Linked DNA regions of Macaca mulatta: region 2 is linked to region 1. Evidence: chromatin contacts called from public Hi-C data. All regions are on one chromosome and are shown on one strand. The core of a region is the stretch at or near the end of the contact, and the rest is flanking DNA. Distances in the headings are between cores, read along the strand shown.

Region 1 (4,125 bases), core at 587-3,086:
CCACGGACTCTGGGTTCTAGGATTGTTTGTTTAACTAAACGACCAGAATTGAATAAATTCTTCTGTCTCCTCCTTCGGGGTTTTCTATTACAGTGGGCTGGGAATCAGTTAACAGAACATGTAAAGCGTTGTAGCTTAATGGTTCAATAAGGCACTGCGGGCCACAGTTCAGCCTCAGCATTTGGACTTGGTGAAAACTGTGCTGGATGCTCACAGAAGGGCCCTTTGCCTCTTCTGTTTGGGGATTCATTCTAGAGGGATAGAGAGATTCTAGAGCTCTGGCTTCCTAATAAGGGGAGTTTTCTTTAATGAAAATTCCAGTTGTTTTATCTGATTCGCCAAATGAAAGTAGAGTTCAATTCCAAGACCTCAGTTTTATAATCTAAAGACAGGAATTACTGATAAACTTTTACAGCAATACAACATAAAAAGATACAATCTCTGCAGCGTTAACACAGAGAGGTTTCAATTCTATTTTGGTTTTTCTTCGGTTTAGGACATAACCCGTGGCAGGTTGGATGCCCAGCTTTGCTATGTAATTGATGTGTGACTAGCAAGCAAGTTATTCAAACCTGTTTGATGCTTGTTTTCATCCTTTGTAAGATGAAGATGACAACAGCTCCCATGTCATTGGATTGTTATGAAGATTTAGAGCTATTTACTCAGGCAGAAGGTACAGGTTTTACCTCTCCTCATGCACAGGTGCCAAAGCCACCCTCATTGGGATATTCCCAGTGCATTAGGCAGAAGGTTCAGTTTCTCTAGGAAATCCCCAATTCCTCTCTTGTGTAATACTTGCTTCTTTTATTAAATACCCGGATGAGTTGTCATCTGGGTCACTTCTCAAAGACAGAGCTCCAATGACTCCACCTACCTATGCTTACCTGTTTGAAGAAGAAATTTTATCCTCTTCGTGGATTGTTGGTATTTAAAGGCTCAAAGTTGGCCCTCTGGACATACATAAAATATAAAACTCCCAAATGCAGTATCAGGAGAAAGAAACATACAAGCGAGACTACTGCAGAAACTTCCTCATTCTCTATCTTTTGAAAAAGTCCCCCTCCCTTACAGTAGGGTAGGCTTTCTGTTTATCTTACCAGCAACATGGTCCTTTTACTGTCCCTGGGTCAGTGCTGGAAACTCTTGAACAACACATTTATTCACAAACCAGAGCAACATCAAGGAAGTCAGGCAACGTCACCTCTATATCCCAATTCTGTCCCTCTTCTCAAAGAATGTCCAGCATTTGATTTTTTTCTCTATTTTCTCAACCTACTTGTTTTCACATCTAGAAAAATAATGCAGGCTTTTGCAATGGAATTAGCCCCAAACAGGAAGATACTTAACAGATACAAATGAATAAAGTGGAAAAAAATAAACAGTTGAAGTGGCAGAGGGCAACAAGGCGCTGAAGATAGTCATTAACCAAAGCATGAAGGTGGGAGTGCGGAGTCAATGTCCACCCACTAGGCACTTTGAAAGGAGATCTGCTCCCTTACCCCAAGTCCTGCAGCAGCTCAGCTTCTCCATCGGATCTGCTCCACAGATCTGAGGGATCCTGGGTGCTCATCTTCCCTTCTAGAAGTTCTGCTCTGCCCATTCGCGCCCTTCACAGAGGCAGAGAGAGACAACTCGGCTGCTCCTGCCACCCTCTCCCTCTGTGAGACAGCAGCCCGCTGTGGCTCTGAGTCTCCAAGGCAAGGAAGTGAAACTTGGTTACTTACTCCTCCCACCAATACCACCACCCTGGCCTGGAGGCACTGGCAGGAGTGTTCTGTCAGTGAGGAAGTATGCAAACTTAGGTAGTTACCTCTGAGGACACCCACACTGCATCACGCAACAGGCAGTTGCTATCAAAGGAAATGAAGAGGCGGTCACCCCACCTGGGATTGGACAACAGTGCAAACTGCTTGTGTGAGGCCAAACCCTAGCTTTTCCCTAATGCGATCAGCCTCTGGTTTGTAGGGGAGGATGAGTGCACTCTTTTACCAATCTTCTTTCTGTCTTACACACCAACACAGGGAACACTGAGGAAGCTTCTATATCAGGAACACCTTTAGAGTGGGTAGAAAAAACAGAAGCAAACCACAAGTTCAACCCTGAAGTTTGCTGTTTTAGTACTTTTGTAATATTTGTGCTTGTTTACCCAGATCTTCTAATATATCCTCGATTCTCTGAATAGGGATGATTCAGAGATAATTATTGTTTCCTCCATGGAAGAATTAGGAGAGAAGAAGGTAGGAAAAAGTTACAAGGGGCCATTCTGGTGCCCACCTAATGGGGCATATTAGAACTCTTGCAGTCTTTTTTTCTTCTTTTTTTTTTTTTTTTTTTTTTTTTTGAGACAGAGTCTCGCTCTGTCACCCAGTCTGGAGTGCAATGGCGTGATCTGAGATCACTACAACCTCCGCCTCCCGGGGTTCAGGTGATTCTCCTGTCTCAGCCTCCCAAGTAGCTGGGATTACAGGCACCCACCATCATGCTCAGCTAATTTTTGTATTTTTGTAGAGATGGGGTTTCACCCTCAGGTGATCCACCCATCTCACCCTCCCAAAGTGCTGGGCTTACAGGCATGAGCCACTGTGCCTGGCCTGAACTCCTGGAGTCTTTGAGCGCCACTTTCTTCATGGGCTTACTCACACCTGCATGGCTTTGTGCCCAGATTCATATGTAGAGGGGGATTCTATCTGCCTGCAATGCTAAAGGTAAATGGCGGTGACTGAATCCTTGGGAAGTAGGACAAAGTGCAGTATCAAATGAGTCAAGGACATACGTTGCTTCCTGCCTTTTCTATGTACCTACAGGTCTCTCTCTCCCTCTCGCTTTCTCTCTATTTCTTCTTATCTCTACTCCCTGACTCACTCAGCACTCACCAGGGTGCTCTGTAACTTGTTCTCACAGTTACAGAGGCCTGAGGACTAGCAGCACAGCAGAGCTGTTCCTAAAGGACTAGATGATTGCAAGAGGCTGCTGTTCACCTCACACGGTTCTATCCTTCATGTTCCTCCCTATTACCACTGTGAGACCCTGGGTAACGCTGGTTGCCAGTGAGAAATTCCCGAGTGTCTAGAGGAGTCTGCTGAAGACTAAGCTCTGATAATACATATGTAACTGACTAAATGAGCACTTACAATTCTTTTGGCTACAGTTTGTTCACAGAGGAGGACAGGGCCCACTCAAACAGAGAGGCCAGTGCAGGCCAGGGAGATACTGAATATGCACACAGCAGCGACAGGGGAACAGCCTGTGCACTAGAGTTCCTGTTCCCTTTCTAGAGCCCTTTATTTGGTGTTTTAGTATCTATTTCATTCCCATTTTTTGCAAATTCTGGTTATTCTTTTTCTTAACTTTTTTGGAAGCTCAAGTAGCAGAATTTTCTAAGATCATCCCTCTTTTCTCTCTGAATCTCCCAGTCTTTCTCCCTTTCTCATGCTGCTGTCCTATCTGTTGTCCTCTCCTTTGATGTCATTGTTCCACTTTGTCATTTACTCAATTTTCCCGGTATCCCTACCACCGTGCCTGCTCCACTAACTGCACACTTAGTTTTGCAGTGGTAACAGCTGCAGGAGGCTTACTAGATAGTTTCAACAAAATGCTGGACCTTCATAAAAATATTTGGTAATATATGTTTTACATTATTCAAATGATATAATTCTTAAATATTTGTTTATTTATTTTTTAGAGATGCCCAGGCTGGTCTCAAACTCCTGGGTTCAAGCAATCCTCCCATTTAGGCCTCTCTAAATATTGAGATTACAGGTGTGAGCCACTACATCCAGTATGTTTATCAAAGGAACCTCAACTTTTGCTTCCAAGCAAGTACAAGGTATGTTTTTAAAAATCACGTAATTATTATTTCAACAATCTCTTTTCAGTGGTGCTGGTTCACAGCCCTGAATTTTTTCCACTCAGGTATTGCAGGCTTCCTCTCAGTGGTGATTTTAAGCAGAGCTCTGTTGGATGCCTTAGACCCTCAGTCATGTCTGTTATGTCTAAAACCCAAGTGCATACAGAGTCTTGAAAATCCCATGCAAAACAAGAAGTGAGTCTAACTGGGTAAGGGGTCAGGGGTTGGGGGAGGTTTAGGAAATATGTCCCCAACTCCACATTGTATCCTCAACTCCA
Region 2 (3,836 bases), core at 1,078-3,577, 130 kb before region 1:
TGATTAGATTCTGCCTTCTAGGTACTTGAACTGGCAGGAAATGCATCAAAAGACTTAAAGGTAAAGCGTATTACCCCTCGTCACTTGCAACTTGCTATTCGTGGAGATGAAGAATTGGATTCGCTCATCAAGGCTACAATTGCTGGTGGTGGTATGTTAACTTCTAAAATTTTTAAAAATTTCTTCAGAGGAAGGAATTCTTTGCTGCTTTAATTTCATTAGTTTTTCTAGAAGAGAAAATTTAAGTATATTTTCATTGATGCAAGTATGGTTTTATCATGAAATTTGATTCATATGTATAACTGAATTTTTACTTCATACTTGAGCTGCACGTTTTTAAAGATACTTGAACAGTATACTTTTTTTGGTTTCAAATACTGTGATTTTAAAAAAAAAATCTTAAGTAGAATTAATTCCTGTCACTCTCCTAGGTGTCATTCCACACATCCACAAATCTCTGATTGGGAAGAAAGGACAACAGAAGACTGTCTAAAGGATGCCTGGATTCCTTGTTATCTCAGGACTCTAAATACTCTAACAGCTGTCCAGTGTTGGTGATTCCAGTGGACTGTATCTCTGTGAAAAACACAATTTTGCCTTTTTGTAATTCTATTTGAGCAAGTTGGAAGTTTAATTAGCTTTCCAACCAACCAAATTTCTGCATTCGAGTCTTAACCATATTTAAGTGTTACTGTGGCTTCAAAGAAGCTATTGATTCTGAAGTAGTGGGTTTTGATTGAGTTGACTGTTTTTAAAAAACTGTTTGGATTTTAATTGTGATGCAGAAGTTATAGTAACAAACATTTGGTTTTGTACAGACATTATTTCCACTCTGGTGGATAAGCTCAATAAAGGTCATATCCCAAACTAGTTGTGTATTAAATTGGCTTGATTGTAATATGAATTTGTTTTGAATATCTAGCAGCAATAACTAAGCACATTTCTTTGTGACTGACCTGTCAAATCTAGATCAACAAAGTGAGATAGACCAAGTATATATTTTTAATGTTATATAATAAGCTACTAAAGTTTTAATTTAAAAAGTTGTCAGGAGCTGGAGTGGGAGCATTTCAGTTTGTGCATTGACTTTGCTTGCTGTGTGACAGCACTGCACTAGTATGCTGTTAGTGTGGTGGACTTGGGGAGGGAGAGAATAGGTAGGAATGTCCTGTATATCCACATAATGAACTCCGAATTTAAACTCTGAAGCTAATAGTGCTACGTGCTAGGCCCTGCTTTGAAGTCTGAAATTGAAATTGTTAAGTGCTCAGTAACATCATTGGGGATATACTATCTCCATTTTATTGAAGAGAAGCAGGCTTTCTTATTTGAAAGTACCGAGTTCTGGTGGTAGTTGGAATTAACAGCTTGGCTCACAGCATTTTGTAAAAATCGTTACCTTGTTGGGTTGAGCAGATCGTTTCCACAGTTTGTCATGTTTTTTAAAAAAATTAAAACTGCACATAACATTCACCCCCACCCTCACCGTGAAGACTAACATGACACCGTACTTCCAAGTGGTAATGTTACCCAAATGGGAAGGAAAAGGTGAAATCAAAAGTTTGCTTTCGTTAGGGCAACACTTGAGGGGCTGATTCCTCCCTTGTTTTGAATACACAGGATTAGGGCCGCTCTGCACCACTCGTTGCAAGCTACAAATTAAACTGCTTTGTACTTTGGATAGCCTGACATCTGGGTCAGAAAAAAATGTGCAGCTGAAATAAGGCTGTCGTACAAGCCCTAAGATTAGGTTGAAACGACGCTCTAACATGTCCCGGAAGTGCTGAGACTGGACTGACTGACACCTTGGTCCTCACCTGACCGCATCCTCCCTCGCTTGAGGGGCTCAGAAGCGGGGCCTCCAAGCCTGGGAAATTAACTGAAAACGAGTGTCCCCTTCCGCCATCCCGTCCTCCTGCCCCCATCTGCGAGGGCCGTGCCCGGAGGTCACAGGGCAGGGCGCTTCCAATGCCGGCAATCGGGTCCGGGGCGGAACCCCCCACTCCGCGATGGGCAGCCCGGCTGCCATTGCCCGCCTCGCGGGCAGGTAAGCTTCTAGCCTACCGGCGCCGTGCGCGGACCACCAAGTCAGCTCGGATGTCCGGGCCCAGCAGCTTGGTCCTGGGCCGGGACGGATGCGGCTAGCACCCTAGGGGCTCGCGGGGGGCGGGGAGGCCGCCGTGAGGAGGCGGAGCTGCGAGGCCCGCCCGTCAGCCCGGGCCGTCGCCGCCGCTGCCGCGGTCCCCTGCGCTCCTCCCAGCCGGCCGCCGCACGCCCCCAGCCGGTCCGCCTCGCCTCCTCCGCGGCGGCGGCTTCCGCCCCTCTTAGCTGCGCTGCGAGAGGAAACGGAAGAAGGAGCAAGCTATGGAGGGGAACAGGGATGAGGCTGAGAAATGTGTCGAGATCGCCCGGGAGGCCCTGAACGCCGGCAACCGCGAGAAGGCCCAGCGCTTCCTGCAGAAAGCCGAGAAGCTCTACCCATTGCCCTCGGCCCGCGGTGAGACCTCAGCGTCCCTTCTCTCCCTGCCCAATCCCCAGAGCACCGCGTAGCCCTCCCCTGCCCCCACCTCGGCCCCTCCTGGAAGCCTGCGGAGCCCCGGCCTGCCTGAGCCATCCCCAGCCCCAGGCCGGTGGGGAGCATCTCGACACACCCCCGCCCTGGCCCCGGCCCCGGCTTCGGGCCGGGGCTCGGGGAGAGCTGCCGAGGCTTCTCTGCTCCAGCCTGCCCGCCGGCTCGGCGTTCCGCTGTCCTGAATGTCCAGGTTTCATTCTCCTTGGAGGAGACTTGTCTGGTCCCGTCTTACCACAGTGAGGCTTTATTTGTATCTGTGTTGTTTATGTGGCCTCCTTCCTCCCCATTCTCAGTCCCACATAAGGCCTAGGCCCCTATCGAAGTGAGAGGAACGGGGTACTCTAGTGGCTAATCTCAGGTGCCATCATTTCTGAGATCTGTAGAAAACTGTTCCCAAAGCAAACATCGAATACCTGAGATGACATTGCTTTTCCCTGGGAGAGAGTTCCTTTAAAAGAGAAGAGCACACATTCGGCAAGAATGGTCAAGAGTCAGTAGTGATTGCTGAATAGTATCTGATTTGATAACACCAGAATTATCGACGAACCAAATCTCTGAGGAATATGGTACTGGGTTTCCTTTAGTTGAATTCAGCTTATTTATTGTCCTACTCAATTGGCTTCAGAGTAATAATAGCCAACATTTATTGAGCACTTACAAAGTGCCAATAGTTATGCCTAACATTTTGCATGGATTATTTCATTTATTCCTCAGAACAATTCTGTGTAGAGGTGTGGGATTCATTTGACCAGGTTTACCCACATGGAAACAGACTTTGATGAATGAATGAATGAATTAGCAAATGAATGAAAATATCTTACCCAAGGTCACACAACAATTAGTGGCAAAGTCAGAATAGTAGCCGAACTTTCAGACTTCAAAAAGCCTTTAACCACTACACTGTTGCCTTGCCGTTAGTTTTTCCAGATTGAGAAGAAAGTTATCGATAGAAGAAAGTTATCGATAGATTCAATTAATTGTGGAAAATTGTTAATGAAAATACTTGTTTTGTTGTCTCTTAAATTTTTTTTCCCTACGTCGTTGAAGCCCTGTGCTCTTTGCTTTTCTCTCTATCCTTTCTATTACATTGCCTTCTAACACTATACCCGTGAGGACAGGAAAATAAAGTTAAAGAAAAGAGTTAATAATTTTTAAAATTGTGGTTTAAAAACCCACCAAATTTACGGTCTTAACTATTTTTAAGTGTACAGTCCATTAGTGAAGTATATTGACATTGTTGTGCAGACTCTTAAGAACTTTTTCA

What was found. Hi-C and Micro-C count contacts between places; a contact is called where the count stands out from the background.
Region 2: a Hi-C map of CD4 T cells shows a contact between it and region 1, with 4 times the contacts expected there. The contact joins the promoter of DNAJB14 here to the promoter of DAPP1 in region 1. A contact is called at or near these places in 4 of 14 Hi-C or Micro-C datasets (CD4 T cells, blood, cortical neurons and 1 more).

What each region holds. Positions count from the first base shown.
Region 1 is chr5:109,130,726-109,134,850 of T2T-MMU8v2.0, reverse strand. DAPP1 (dual adaptor of phosphotyrosine and 3-phosphoinositides 1) reads right to left here and starts at 1,836. Exons shown (of 10, transcript XM_078002025.1): 1 at 1,500-1,836. The coding sequence starts at 1,600.
Region 2 is chr5:109,264,532-109,268,367 of T2T-MMU8v2.0, reverse strand. It overlaps DNAJB14 (DnaJ heat shock protein family (Hsp40) member B14), which reads left to right and starts at 2,327. Exons shown (of 7, transcript XM_015138877.3): 1 at 2,327-2,497. The coding sequence starts at 2,394. It overlaps H2AZ1 (H2A.Z variant histone 1), which reads left to right. Exons shown (of 5, transcript NM_001193550.1): 4 at 22-151; 5 at 432-870. The coding sequence ends at 493.